Regions from separate parts of the Mus musculus genome. Here all the other regions are linked to region 3. Evidence: chromatin contacts called from public Hi-C, Micro-C and promoter capture Hi-C data. All regions are on one chromosome and are shown on one strand. The core of a region is the stretch at or near the end of the contact, and the rest is flanking DNA. Distances in the headings are between cores, read along the strand shown.

Evidence for each region. Promoter capture Hi-C pulls out the DNA fragments that hold promoters and counts their contacts. A called contact is a pair of places that touch in the nucleus more often than the background predicts.
Region 1: a contact with region 3 is called in a Hi-C map of the N1E-115 cell line, with 2.6 times the contacts expected there. The contact joins the enhancer-like site here to the promoter of Il17rd in region 3. A contact is called at or near these places in 3 of 484 Hi-C or Micro-C datasets (the N1E-115 cell line, embryonic stem cells and uterus), 2 of 115 datasets of contacts at active chromatin or transcription factors (embryonic stem cells and memory CD8 T cells) and 1 of 9 other capture datasets (pancreatic islet).
Region 2: a contact with region 3 is called in a promoter capture Hi-C map of trophoblast stem cells, with 2.3 times the contacts expected there. The contact joins the enhancer-like site here to the promoter of Il17rd in region 3. A contact is called at or near these places in 1 of 39 promoter capture datasets (trophoblast stem cells), 1 of 484 Hi-C or Micro-C datasets (embryonic stem cells) and 1 of 115 datasets of contacts at active chromatin or transcription factors (embryonic stem cells).
Region 4: a contact with region 3 is called in a Micro-C map of embryonic stem cells, with 2.3 times the contacts expected there. The contact joins the enhancer-like site here to the promoter of Il17rd in region 3. A contact is called at or near these places in 3 of 484 Hi-C or Micro-C datasets (the G1E-ER4 cell line and embryonic stem cells) and 2 of 115 datasets of contacts at active chromatin or transcription factors (both in embryonic stem cells).

What each region holds. Positions count from the first base shown.
Region 1 is chr14:27,229,609-27,232,486 of GRCm38.p6, reverse strand. It overlaps a transcript of Arhgef3 not described here. Among named protein-coding and RNA genes, the nearest start is that of Gm34848, 35 kb to the left of the region's middle. Within about 2 kb of position 1,521, at least 163 of the 459 cell types and tissues checked have an H3K27ac peak or open chromatin away from gene starts, as enhancers often do. A contact at or near this core is called in the N1E-115 cell line, memory CD8 T cells, pancreatic islet and 1 more, where this site is marked.
Region 2 is chr14:27,247,838-27,250,772 of GRCm38.p6, reverse strand. It overlaps a transcript of Arhgef3 not described here. Among named protein-coding and RNA genes, the nearest start is that of Gm34848, 17 kb to the left of the region's middle. Within about 2 kb of position 1,427, at least 55 of the 459 cell types and tissues checked have an H3K27ac peak or open chromatin away from gene starts, as enhancers often do. A contact at or near this core is called in trophoblast stem cells, where this site is marked.
Region 3 is chr14:27,037,214-27,040,463 of GRCm38.p6, reverse strand. It overlaps Il17rd (interleukin 17 receptor D), which reads right to left and starts at 1,463. Exons shown (of 13, transcript NM_134437.3): 1 at 1,235-1,463. The coding sequence starts at 1,360.
Region 4 is chr14:26,866,029-26,869,178 of GRCm38.p6, reverse strand. Dnah12 (dynein, axonemal, heavy chain 12) reads right to left here. Exons shown (of 75, transcript NM_001370884.1): 63 at 261-405. Among named protein-coding and RNA genes, the nearest start is that of Asb14, 27 kb to the left of the region's middle. Within about 2 kb of position 1,353, at least 18 of the 459 cell types and tissues checked have an H3K27ac peak or open chromatin away from gene starts, as enhancers often do. A contact at or near this core is called in embryonic stem cells, where this site is marked.

The DNA of each region.
Region 1 (2,878 bases), core at 272-2,771, 190 kb before region 3:
GGGACTGGAACCCACTGAAACAGTAAACCAAAACCAGAACCTTCCCTGCCTTAAGTTGTCTTTGTCTGATGCGGTCGCAGCAACCTAGAAATAATACAGATGCCCAGGGAACTGCTCTACAGTCTTGCCCGTGCGGGAGCTTTTGCAAAGCGGCCCTTTTGATTTCTATCTTCGAACACGAGCCTCCTCCATGCAGCTCTTCCAAGGCCTGTCAAGTCCTCTTGGTTAGCCTCGCCGTTAAAAGTGAACCCCTTGCGGGTTACTGACCTCCGCTCGGTTCTTTGGAAGAGAAAAGGTTTACACGAATGGAGCTGATCTCTATCAGCCAGAGAACTTCCTTACTTGGAAATGGCACTTACTATTTGTCAGTCTACTGCCAAATCAAGTTACGAGTGGAAAGGCCGAACGTGGGGGTGAGGATGGCATTTTTGAAGCTTCTACTGAATAATAATAACCAGGAGGATTTTTAAGAAGAAATTTGCTTAGGTCAGAAAAACAACTTTACGTTTTAATGTTCTGGGTCAAACTATGTAACAAAGCAAAAGTCATTTTTACTACAAAGTTTCTCCTCCGTTTTTTCAGGTATACTTAAAACAATCAGGGCATTTCTTTCATGTGTGTGTGTTCCTTGACCCACATAGGGCAATCACTTCTCTCCTTCCTCCATAATGTGGGTTCTGTGTACGAAACCGGGGCAGTCAGGCTCCCTCGCCTTTACCCACTGAGCCATCTCCTCAGCCCCTCCCTCCCTATAGTAACTTTAGCTACAGCCGCCTGCCAGGGCTAGGAAAAGCAGTAAGATGTGATGGGCTGGGCCCGGTACTGCTTGGTAAGACACTTCACTTCTGCAACCTGAGTTTTCTCATGTGTAGAACACATGTAATGGTGCCTTCCTTTCTCAACAACGTGTGGGAAGTCCTACAGGACACTGACTGACGTGTGTGAAGGCAGAGCAAACCGTGTAAGGACACCAGGGGTCCTCACATTCTATTTTTGTATAGGTTTAAATATTTCTGTTACTTTTAAAAAAAAATATTTTTACTTCTTTTCAAAGTGAAGAAAATGTATCCTCTTTTAAATTCTGTTTGATTCTGATCTGCTTGTTTGTGGTGGGGTCTAATGTGATAGCCCAGCATGGCTTTGCACTTGGAATTCTCCTGCCTCGACCTTTTGGGCACCCATATTTATTCATCACTGTGTCCATCTGAAGAGTTCAAGAATTCTACAAAAACATCCTCAAGAAAATACCAAGATATTAAGATGCACTCTGTCTCCATGATGCACAGCACCCTGATAGTCTAACAGTAAAGTACTTTTCTCCTTTTTAAAATGTGTGATTGGGTGCATCTGAAGAATAAAAATTGCTACTTTCACCTCCTTAAATCAGAATTGTAAAGGAGTCACCAATACTGGGAAACAGCACACCAGCCGGATGCTGGGGAGAGGTCTAAGTGTCTACACAAGGGATAATGCCGTCCTTACTGGAGGCCTAGCACCTGCTCCCACATAGGCCTCTCCCAGGACGCTGCCTCTTTAAGAGAGACTTCCTGGTGAGGCAGAGATTTCCGAATGCAGCTTCCTGGAGACCACATACATAAACAATAAACTCTGCTGAAGAACTGCAAATAGACAATACAGCCCATGCTGCGGCTGGAGCGGCTGGAACACGAACCAATTATGAGGGCTGACAATAGCCAGGGCATTCCATGAGGAATGCAGATCTGTGATAAACACAGGGAAACAAGTTACCCAAACACTATACACCTGCACGCAGTGAACGGATTTTTAAAAACACGGAGCCTGACCTCTCATACCAGAGAGAAATGGTTGCCTCCAGAGTCAGGGCTGTTTTTTAAATTATCATCGGCCAGGAAGAAAGCAGCCAAAACTCTTCTCAGAGCCCCGCCACACACTAAGTGCACACTCAAGAGAACACGTGTTTCCAGGCTGACCGGCGAGGCCTGGGACATCTCTAACAGCCAAGCGTGTGTGGGGTTGCCCTATAGTTGAACTCCCTTCCTGGGCCTGGGGAGCCCCCAGCTCAGAAACCAGAGCCCAAGTCCTACTAAAGAAGACAAACACTGCCCACTCATTTCCCAGCCTTCCTTGAAGCCAGAGCACCGGAGTACTAGCCAGGCTCAGCCAATTAGGTACTGCCATCGGAGGCCTAGGTCAGGAGCTGGGAGGCGGGGCAGCCAGGACACTGCAGGGCTAGTTGTGTGGGGGTCATAGGGGATCATCGTTAGCAGGGGTTGTGAGGGCAGATTGGAAGCTATGTTTTATTGTCAGGGCCGGGGTTATAAAAGTGACATCTTCCCCACCCAGAGACAGGTGTCCTTAGGACAATTGTTAGTGGTGTTATCTGGGGCTGTTCCTGATTTCCTGATCCTTCCCAGTCTCTGTGAGCGAGCGAGCGAGCGAGCGACCAACCGTGAATTCACTTTCTATTTAACAGAACTACATCTCTTGCTAAGGGGCTAGTTCCTGAACACAGTTCTGTGAGGCAGTCCCGAAGTTAAGAGCACAGAGTAGCTCTGAGCTCCAGTATGGAATGGCTTCTCTCACACTTACACTGCCTCCTGACCTTATGCCCTGTATCGGTTGGTCTCTGATTCCTCCTGGACTTTATCTTCTTCTGCCTTCCTTCCCCACCCCCACCCCCAGCCCCAGCCCCCAATCTGAGGTCACACGGCCTGTTTCTCATCAGGCTCCTTCCTGTCTCCGGGTCTGTGCACCTGCTATTCCTCTTCAGGAAACTCCACCCCAGCTCGTCACAGAGCAGGCAGCATCCTCACTGTGTAACATCAACTCATGGGAGGCCCCGACCGACCAACAGACAGACCAGGCTGTCCAAAGGACTTTGCTCCCCACCCCAGCT
Region 2 (2,935 bases), core at 178-2,677, 210 kb before region 3:
GAGAGGAAAGGCAAGGAGGCTGACAGAGACTGGAAAACTTTCAGGAAAAGCCTGAGGTTCTCCACTTACCTCAAAATTGCCAATAACAATAATCCTTCTACCAGCAGTGTGTGTGTGTGTGTGTGTGTGTGTGTACTGAACAGACCACAAAAGGGATATCTGTTTATGGTAGATCTGGAAGAGAGGCTTTGAAGTCACGCCCACAAGCTTTCCTGTGGACGTTGGAAACTTCCAGAACCCTGCTTGTGTTGGTAAAGAGACGCAAGGATGCTTCAGACAAGATGAGACCTAAATCTGCAGGAAGCAGAGCAAAGTGAAAGCATGGAGCCTTTGGCCCCAAAGTGATGACGTCTCAAGACAACTAAAGTAGAATAGACCAAGCACGTGACCTCGCTGGGAATAGGTTCCAGTCAGGTTATACTGGCTGCAGGTTGGCTTCAGGCTCACAGAAGCCTCAATGCCTCAGGCTGGGGCCTTTCCCCAAGCTCACGTCGGGCATTAGACAAGGTATGATTTATTCTTTAGGAATGGCCTACAAGCATCTAAGACCAGCTCAAAGAGAAATTCTATCTAAAGGAAATATAGTATCTCAATTTTTATATTCCTTCTTCACTCAGGGAACCAGAATAGAGAACATATTTCCTGTTGCATGCACACACACACACACACACACACACACACACACACACACACGTTTCATTAAGGCAAAGAGAGGTGAGGTACTGGAAGGGAGGAATTAAAACAGGATATCACTCATGCCTGCAGGGTCTCTCACATAAAACTGAAAGAGGACCAGAGATGCTGGGGGTGTTCTCAGCTTCCAGTTAAGTTGCAAATGTGCGGCCAGCACCACAGCACCCCACCTTTAGGGACACACGCTACACTCAGAGAGCAACTCTCCTTTCTGCCTGGCCTGTAAAAAGATGCTGGAATCACAGATCTGCTCCTGGGTTCATCCACTGGAGCACTGCATTCTGGCCAACAGACAGGAAGAAAGCCTGTTTTATAGTTAGCCTTGAGTTACTGCCTCCAGAGCAGTGGATCTCAACCTGTGTGTTGAGACCCCTTTGTGTGTAGGTGTGGGGGGCAGTGGTAAAGGACCCTGTCACAGGGGTTACAAATCAGATATCCTGCATATCAGATATGTACATCATGATTCATAACAGTAACAGGATTACAGTTATAAAGTAGCAACAGAATAATTTAATGTATCTAAGGACCGCAGTGTGAGGAAGGTTGAGAACCACTGCTCTAGGGTTTGGCAGTCCCCAGGAGTCCTCAGAGCACAATCTTTTCACTGTCCTGAAGAGCTTTCTCACAGATATAAACATGTTGCTTCCACTTCCTTCAAACCACCTATGACTCACAAACTTCAATCTGCCAAATGCCCAATCAGGCTTGTGTCTAAAATCTGTCACCACTGGGTGTCTACGGTGACACCTATGACTTATCATGGAACCTACCACACACCCATGACTTAGGCCCAGCCTTCCTCCTGCTAGGCCTCCCATGCATCTTTTATGACTCAGTCTGTGGGTCCTGGTTTAGAAACCCTCCCTGAGTCACTCCAAGTTTTCTCCTTTCATATTTAAAAATATGAAAAAGATATTTATATTTTTAATAGATAATACAATGCATTGGGGTGTTGGGGCATTTTTTGCTAACCATTTTGGGTCCCTGCCCACCCAAGGGAAAAGGGTGAGACATAGTTTCATATAGTCCAGGCTGGTCTTGAACTCTTGACTGCCTAATCTTCTGCCTCTGAGATTACAGGTGTGAGCCATACTGCTTGGCCAAATGCATGGGATTAAGTTGTAATACATAGCATACAATGACAGGGACACCTCTCTCCTACCCCAGCTGTCCTGTTCTCTCCTGGGAGACAACCTCTGCAGTGAGTTCCTTCCAAATTCTTCCAGAGTTGCTTCAACATAAAGCCGCAAGCAATTCACCCAAATAGTGGCAGCCCTTCTACTGTAGCTTGAAAACCTTCCATGCTAACAAACCATCAAGCCAACACAGATGGCTTCATCTCTTCAGTAGCTGCAAATCATAAACACACACACACACACATATACACAGACATATATACACATACAGAGACATACACACACACACACACACACACAGACATATACACACACACAGAGACATACACACACACACACACAAAGAGACATACACACACAGACAGACAGACAGAGACATACACACACAGACACACAAACACACAGAGACACACACACACACAGAGACACACACACACACAGAGATACACACACAGACACACACACACAGATACACACACACACAGATACACACACAGACACACACACACGCACACATGTAAGTGCTTGAGACAGGGTTTCTCTATGTAGCCTTGGCTGTCCTGGAACTCACTCTGTAGGCTAGGCTGGCCTGGAACTCAGAGATCCACCTGCCTCTGCCTCCTGAGTAATGGGTGCCACCATGCCCCGCCCAACAACGCAGATTTCTAATGCACTTACTCACTGAAATCTGCACTAGCTGACATGTTTGTGGCTACAGAAGATGGTCTACATGATCAGTCCCTGTGCAAGACAGAACACTGCAGTAATATCCAGGCTAAGTGCTTAGCCCTGCCAGACTATACCGGGAGAGCCCACTGCAATTCATACTCCTGCCGACCAAAGTATGGACCAGCCTGCCATTCTCACCCACAGTGTTATCTATATTTAAAATCCCCACCAAGTCTCAAAGTGAGAAATGAGAGTTTGGTCCGGTTTAAATTGACATTCTTCTGAGGTGAAACCTCTAGAGTTCTGCTATACTATATAGTAGTCAGGAAGTACATGCAGCCATTCAGATCTATAATCTAATCCAGTAAAACGAAGAAAGAAAAAATGTGCCCAGCTCCTTCACTGCACTAGCCAGTTTCAAATGTTCAATGCCACAT
Region 3 (3,250 bases), core at 214-2,713:
GATGTTTTACTGCAATGGAACACAGTAAGAAATGGTGAGGTTTTACTTAAACGGGAAGAAGTAACGGCGTTCACGAAACGTGAAAGAACCATAGCTGCCTGGCTCATACCTGGTTTTCTGAACCGGGATTCCCTCTAAGAGAGAAGCAAGTGAGCCAAGTATCCCTAAGAGGTGTCGCGTCCTGGGTCTTGTCTGTACTGAGACTGAACAGACTTTTCCATCGAAAAACGTAAGTCACCGTCGGTCTAAGTAAACTGCCCCAGTGTATCCCCTGCGCCCTGGGGAAATCAGTAACAACACGCCCACCCCCACCCCCTCTTCCTTCTTTCTAGGTGAGGAAAACAAGCTCCTGGTTGCTGGAGTGCAAAGCCTGTGTTCTCACAATAGGGTTCAAGGTGTGTGTGGACTGACTCGCAGCACCCTTGTCTCTGTGGGAGGTTCAAAGTCCGCAAACCAGAGGACCGCACTATCTAGACAGCATCAAAAGAACACTCAGCTCTGGGAAGAAGGCTTTCAAGTTCCCAAAGAAAGTCTGGAAGCCACCATGGTCTCAGGTCTGGGACACCTGGCGGAGCAAACTTTCGCTGCCCTTTGACCACAAAAACATCCTCAACTCAAGCTGGGTCGTGGGGGTAGGGAGTAGGGTAGGGGACCATTAGCTAGACGAAAGGCTGTTTCTCAAAAAGTTCGGAATCGGCGATTGGGTAAAAGTTAGGTGACGGCGATGCCTAAAAGAAACAAAGCAACTGCGAGAAAGGGGGGGCATCCTTCCCTAGCACTCCAGACACCCTTCCCTGGCTGCCCTGGGCCCTCGCAGAGCTGTGGACTGGAGGTCCAGGGCACGAACCCCACACCGGCTCCGAAGTGCACCGGTCCTGCGCACTGCCCGGAAGATCCCAATCCCCCGGGCAGAGGGCCGGGAACAAAGGGTGGGGCGCACGGCCCCCGCCTCTCCGCCCAGCCACCCGCCCTCAGGAGTCGGACCCCAGCCAGCGGCCGCGCCTCATTAACAACACAAAGCCAGGGGTCGGCGGCCCCTTTCATCCTGTCCGGGACCTGCAGACGCGCGCCCGGGGATCCAGACGCAGGATGAGCGGCTAGAAAAGCTGAGAACCCCGTTGCTCGCGGATCCGGCGTCCAGCGATCCCCGCGGTCCCCGCTCGCCTGCGCGCGAACACCTGTGCGCGCGGCGCGCCCCCAGGTAACCTGGAACCCGGAGAAGCCTTCGCCTTACCCTCCAGCCACAGGTGTCCGCGCCCCTCGCGCGGCCGGAGCCGCCCGCGGCCACTGCCAGCTGCGAGCCGTTGAGACAGGCGTTGACAGTGAAGAAGAAGGAGCAGAGCTGCAGCCACGGGGCCATGGCCGTACGCTCGCCCAGTTGGGCCGGTCTCCGCTAGGTTGCTGCCTGTAGCTCGCTCTCTAGTCCCGAGTGGGCGGCGGCGGTAGCGGCGGCGGCCGAGGCTGGCAGCCCTCACCGGGCATGCGCTGCCGGGCTTCGCCCCTCCTCTTTCCTCCAGGTTCCGCCCTCAATCTCAGCTTTCCGTCCTGGTTCTGATCCTGTAGCCCGGCCCTTCGGTCTTGGCCCCGCCCCAATGCACAGGAGACTCTGGCTTCCACCGGAGATTGACACAGCAGGAGGTTCAGCACTAAGGGATTTTTTTTTTTTTTTTAATCCAAAGGATTTGTCCAAATGACTTCTCCATGCAAAAACTTGGGGCGAATCAAAGAATATAATAATAGTAATTTTAAAATTAATGATTTAATAAGTACTTGCTTTTCAAATGTCAAGTTCCTTCTTGCACCCTACCAATGAAATGACAAGGAAATGTCATAATAAAGCCTCTAGGGAAATCCTGTCTCTACATTTACTCCTGGGACCCAGGACAAATTATTTGCTTCCTCCAAAGTGCTGTTCCCAGTAAGACGAAATGAAGAACAAGACTCTTCATCCAGGGAGAGTTCTGTTAACATGTAGGAAGCAATCAATAAAGGCTACAACCACGAACTGACTTTCATAAGGTCACATAGCCTTGCTGGATGGACAAATCGACAGTTATGAAAAAAAAGATAAAGATTGAGTCAAGACGGGCGGTGGTGGTGCGCACCTTTAATCCCAGCACTCGGAAGGCAGAGGCAGGTGGATTTCTGAGTTAGAGGCCAGCCTGGTCTACAGAGTGAGTTCCAGGACAGCCAGGGCTACACAGAGAAACCCTGTCTCAAAAAAAAAAAAAAAAAAAAAGAGTTGCCTTGGCCATGGTGTCTCTTCACAGCAATGGAAAACCCTAAGACAGCCACAGTGGGTAGGCACCTGTCCTCATCGTGGGGTCACGAGGTCCACAGAAGACTGCCCTTCCAGATGAGCTTTCTCTGAGTAGATGCAAGAAGCACACTGCTCCTTGCAAGAATCTGCAAGTCAGAGCTTTTCTCCCACGCTCCTTTAAACTCTAGGCATTCAAAGTCCCCTTAGCAAAGGCTGTCCAGGCTCAGAGCTGCCACAGACTGAGATATTGTCAGGATGGATGACCTAGCTTTTGGTGAAAAACTAAGACAACCATGAGGTTATTGGCTCCTTAATCTACATGCACTCCTGCCTTGATGTGTTCCATAACTTACTAATCAATCCAGGCCCAGTGTTTTTGTTATAATCAGTGATTTTAAAATACCCCCACACGTTTATCTCCCTCTCTCTCTAAATTTTATTTTATTGTTTTATGTTTTATGTGAGCATTCTATCTGCATGAACACCTGCAGGCCAGAAGAGGGCATCTGATTCCCATTATAGATGGTTGTGAGCCATAATGTGGTTGTTATGAATTGAACACAGGTTTTAATGACTAGAATCCAAGAATCATTTTTTAAAAAAAGGAAAAACCTCAAACCCTACTAAAGTTCTAAATAAAACTAAACTTAGTAATAGATGTGTGTGTGTGTGATTTTTTTTTTTTTTCAGTACTGGGGATCAAACTAAGGCCCCTCTGTGTGCAGGGCAACCAAACCCCTCTACCCCTGAGCCAAACTCTCGGGCCTCTCTCTCTACCCTTTAAGGTCATATTTATTGCAAGGCTTTTGTTGTTGTTAGTAGACTAGTTTTCTTTGTGGTGGTGGTAAGGACTCAGGACGCTAGGCAAGCTTTCTACCCTGGCCTAAGACTCTTCCCCACCCCAGGCTCTTGGGATGTAGCCCAAGGCCAGCCTGAGCTGTCTTGCCTTCTGCCTCTGCCTCCTGAAAGTGGGGATCACAGGCTTAAGTT
Region 4 (3,150 bases), core at 104-2,603, 170 kb after region 3:
CGAGTTTTCCCCCTTAGTCTTTCAACTCTGGCTAGAACTGTAAAAAAAAAAAAAAAAAAAAATTCCACTTCCCTTTGCCTTTTTCTGTCTCAACATTTTCAGTACAGCCACAGAGCAAGACTGAGATTCCAGTTCCACCATTTTCACAGTTAAGGGGCCCTTCCTAGACTACAGTGTCATTATGTAACATGAAGCTGTTGTATTTAGGACTGGTACATCATAGACCGCATTTTATCTGGATTTCAATTTTTTTTTTTTACCTTATCAGGCCTTAGACATCGAAGAATTATTATTTTCTGCAGTTCGTTCAGCGTCTTATCCATTGGTTCTGGAAATTTCATATTGTGCGGCTCTTTGCTGTCATAGATTTCCTCCCACAAATATATGTAATTACAAAAATGCTCCCTAGTAGAAAAAAATGATTGCGTTTTCACTGAGAAATATTCTAAGAGATGACTGAGCAAGGGAAGGAATAAGGCAGCCAGGGGACCTTGTTAAAGTCACTAGACTGCAGGAGAGTTTCTTGAGGAAGGCAGAGAATGTGCTCCATCTAGGAACACACAGAGAGAAGTTTCTGGAGGAGAGGGAACAGAAGCTGGGACCCTTGGACCAGGCAGCAGAGTTGTAGTGAGAGTTGGGGCCTGGGTCTCCTACAGCCTGCAGGACGCTGGCCCCGGGGGTGACAGACACGGCTGACTTCATTCAGCGGTGAGTTGTTTCCTGCCAAATGCACCATAGGGTTGTTTCAGTCCTGAAAAGACAGGCCTCTTTTTCTTGCTCTCTGATATAAGCATTTTAGTATCTCCACAAAAGAAGAGCACCATGTATGAAGAAATGGAGAGAGATGGGCAGAAAAACAACCGAAGCTTTTTTCTTTTTCCCATTGTCATCAATGACTAGTCCATATGCTCTGAGTTAGAAAGGCCCAGGGTCAGATCCCAGGCCTCTCTGTTCTGGTAAGGGACCAGTTTTACCTCACACTGACAGACATTGCCACAAAGAAGAGACTCCGAGGCTATCAGTTGCCTAAAGGTCTCTATGTTCATTACACACGAACGTCAACGCCTCTGTTTCATCAACTTGAAATACATTCCGTGTTCTGGGTGTTACTGGGTCACTTGGATGCCAGCGCTCTGTTGTACTAGCAGATCACCGTCAGGTACTTTACTGCTAGCTGGGGATTAAAAACCTTAAAACAGGGTAAAGCAACTGAAAACAGATTGCCATTTAGGATTTAAATGAAGTGGGTTTGAACTTCCAGCAGCAGCGAGACCATTTCAGGTCTGAGAAGTGTCATGGCTCTAGAAACCAAGAGCAGATGTGAGAGCAAGCTGCCGGTCTGGGCGTGTCCAGACCAGCAGGTCTCAGAAACAAAGACTGGAAAGTGCTTGCGGAATGAATTACCATCTAAGTCTGAGTTAGGAACAGGTCCCCTTTGCCTGTGGTAAAAGATGAGTCCTGGGGGGGCTGGGTCTAGGGATCGGTTGTCCCAGTACAAAGGCCATAAGCAATAGGCAGCCTGCTCAATCCGGCCTCGGCCTGCGTTCTGAAGCTTAAAGTCATAGGATGCCAGCTGAATGCAGGCATGCAAATGAAGTGAAGAAAATAGGTCCAATCAGGGAAGAGAAATTGAACCTAGGGGAGGGGGACACACTCTGAGGTCAGCAAGTGCTCCTTGTTAAACTTGTTAACACTTCCCTTGTTAAAAAGTTCCAGTTGCCAGGGTGCTTCTCTCAGGCTGCCCGCTGTTTCCCACTAGGGGGCGTTCACTCGGCCGAAGTTTTTCGTTTGTGTGTTTGGTTGCTTCTAGCTGTTGCTGCCACTGAGTTAACAGCTACCAACAGCCCACTCTGATTCTTTTGCCCACAAGGTTTGAGCCTTCTTGCTGTCAGAGGCTGTTGGAAAGCTCTGTGTTGGGAATAGGAGGTTGTGAGCAGACAGAACACCTCTACCTGTGATGTTGTTACCTTCCAGAATGTAAAGTATAACAGGTTGTGTTTCTATTATGGTGACTTAAATGTTAGCTTCAAGGATACAGGGTTAAATAAAAGTTGCTTTGATTTCTTATAATGCAGGAGCGATAACCTGTGAAACGTTTATGAAAAAGACCCTTGGAAACTGATTTTGAGAATCTATTGACTCCCCACTTGGGCCTAAGTAACCTAACTTAGTCACAATAAATATCTTGCCTTCAGTTTATTATGCCTGTCTCTTTTACTTTGGGTCACCTAATTACTTCTGCAGATCTTCCTGTAAGTAACTCACAGTGTCCGTCTAACCCTACGTCAACGCTTCAAGGCAGAAAGCGCAGACGTGAGTTATAGTTCTAAACCCGCAGTCACCTTCTGTGCCTTGGAGGCACAGAGCCTCAGCGGGATGAACTCCTGCCTCCCAGATGGAGGCACATGAGGACCGGGCTGCATGGTGAAACAGGGATTGGTGGGTGCCGTAGAACAGGGACCTTGGTTCCTCTGCTTGGGCGGAAGCTGGAAACAGCTTTGGTTCTGTTCTGGCCAGAAGCTAGAAATGGCAGGAAAAGTAGGCTGGGCTTTTTGTCTTGCTTTGGTCTCTATCTTTTCTCCTAAATGCACATTTTTGCCTGGAAACTTTGTGAGGTCGTGACTGAAGTCTGAGAGCATCTGGACAGCACCGAGGCTGAGGAGACTGAGCCCCTCAACCCCAGTGCCTCACCCCAGTTTCTTCTACAAGCCGGATAAAATCCCCCATGGCCACTCCGTCAGCAGCAGCCTGTTCCCTGGGCCCTGCTTCTGCTGTGCAGGACCCTGCCCTCTCTCTTTATGCTAAGCTCCTGCCTATGGTCTCCACTAAAACTTCTAAAGCTCGTCCTCTGGGGCTCAGGAATTTCAGTTTTCAAGTTTACAAGACAAGAACCTGGACTCACGGACTCAGGAAAAGTCTGTGAGCTTATGTACCCGAACTCTAGCCCACCCGAGGCTAGCATTCTCTGGCATACTCAAAACCCCTTCTTTCTGACCTTACGGCCGTCACTTTTCTAGTGTCACTGGGACTAATTAATTACACATACCTCTTGCCCTAAGTCTTCCCCTGTAGACCTAGATCTTATATCGGAGTTCTGAGTATGGACTTGGGAGAGGAGCTACTGGACGCCTTGGTTTCTCTTCCCAGTGT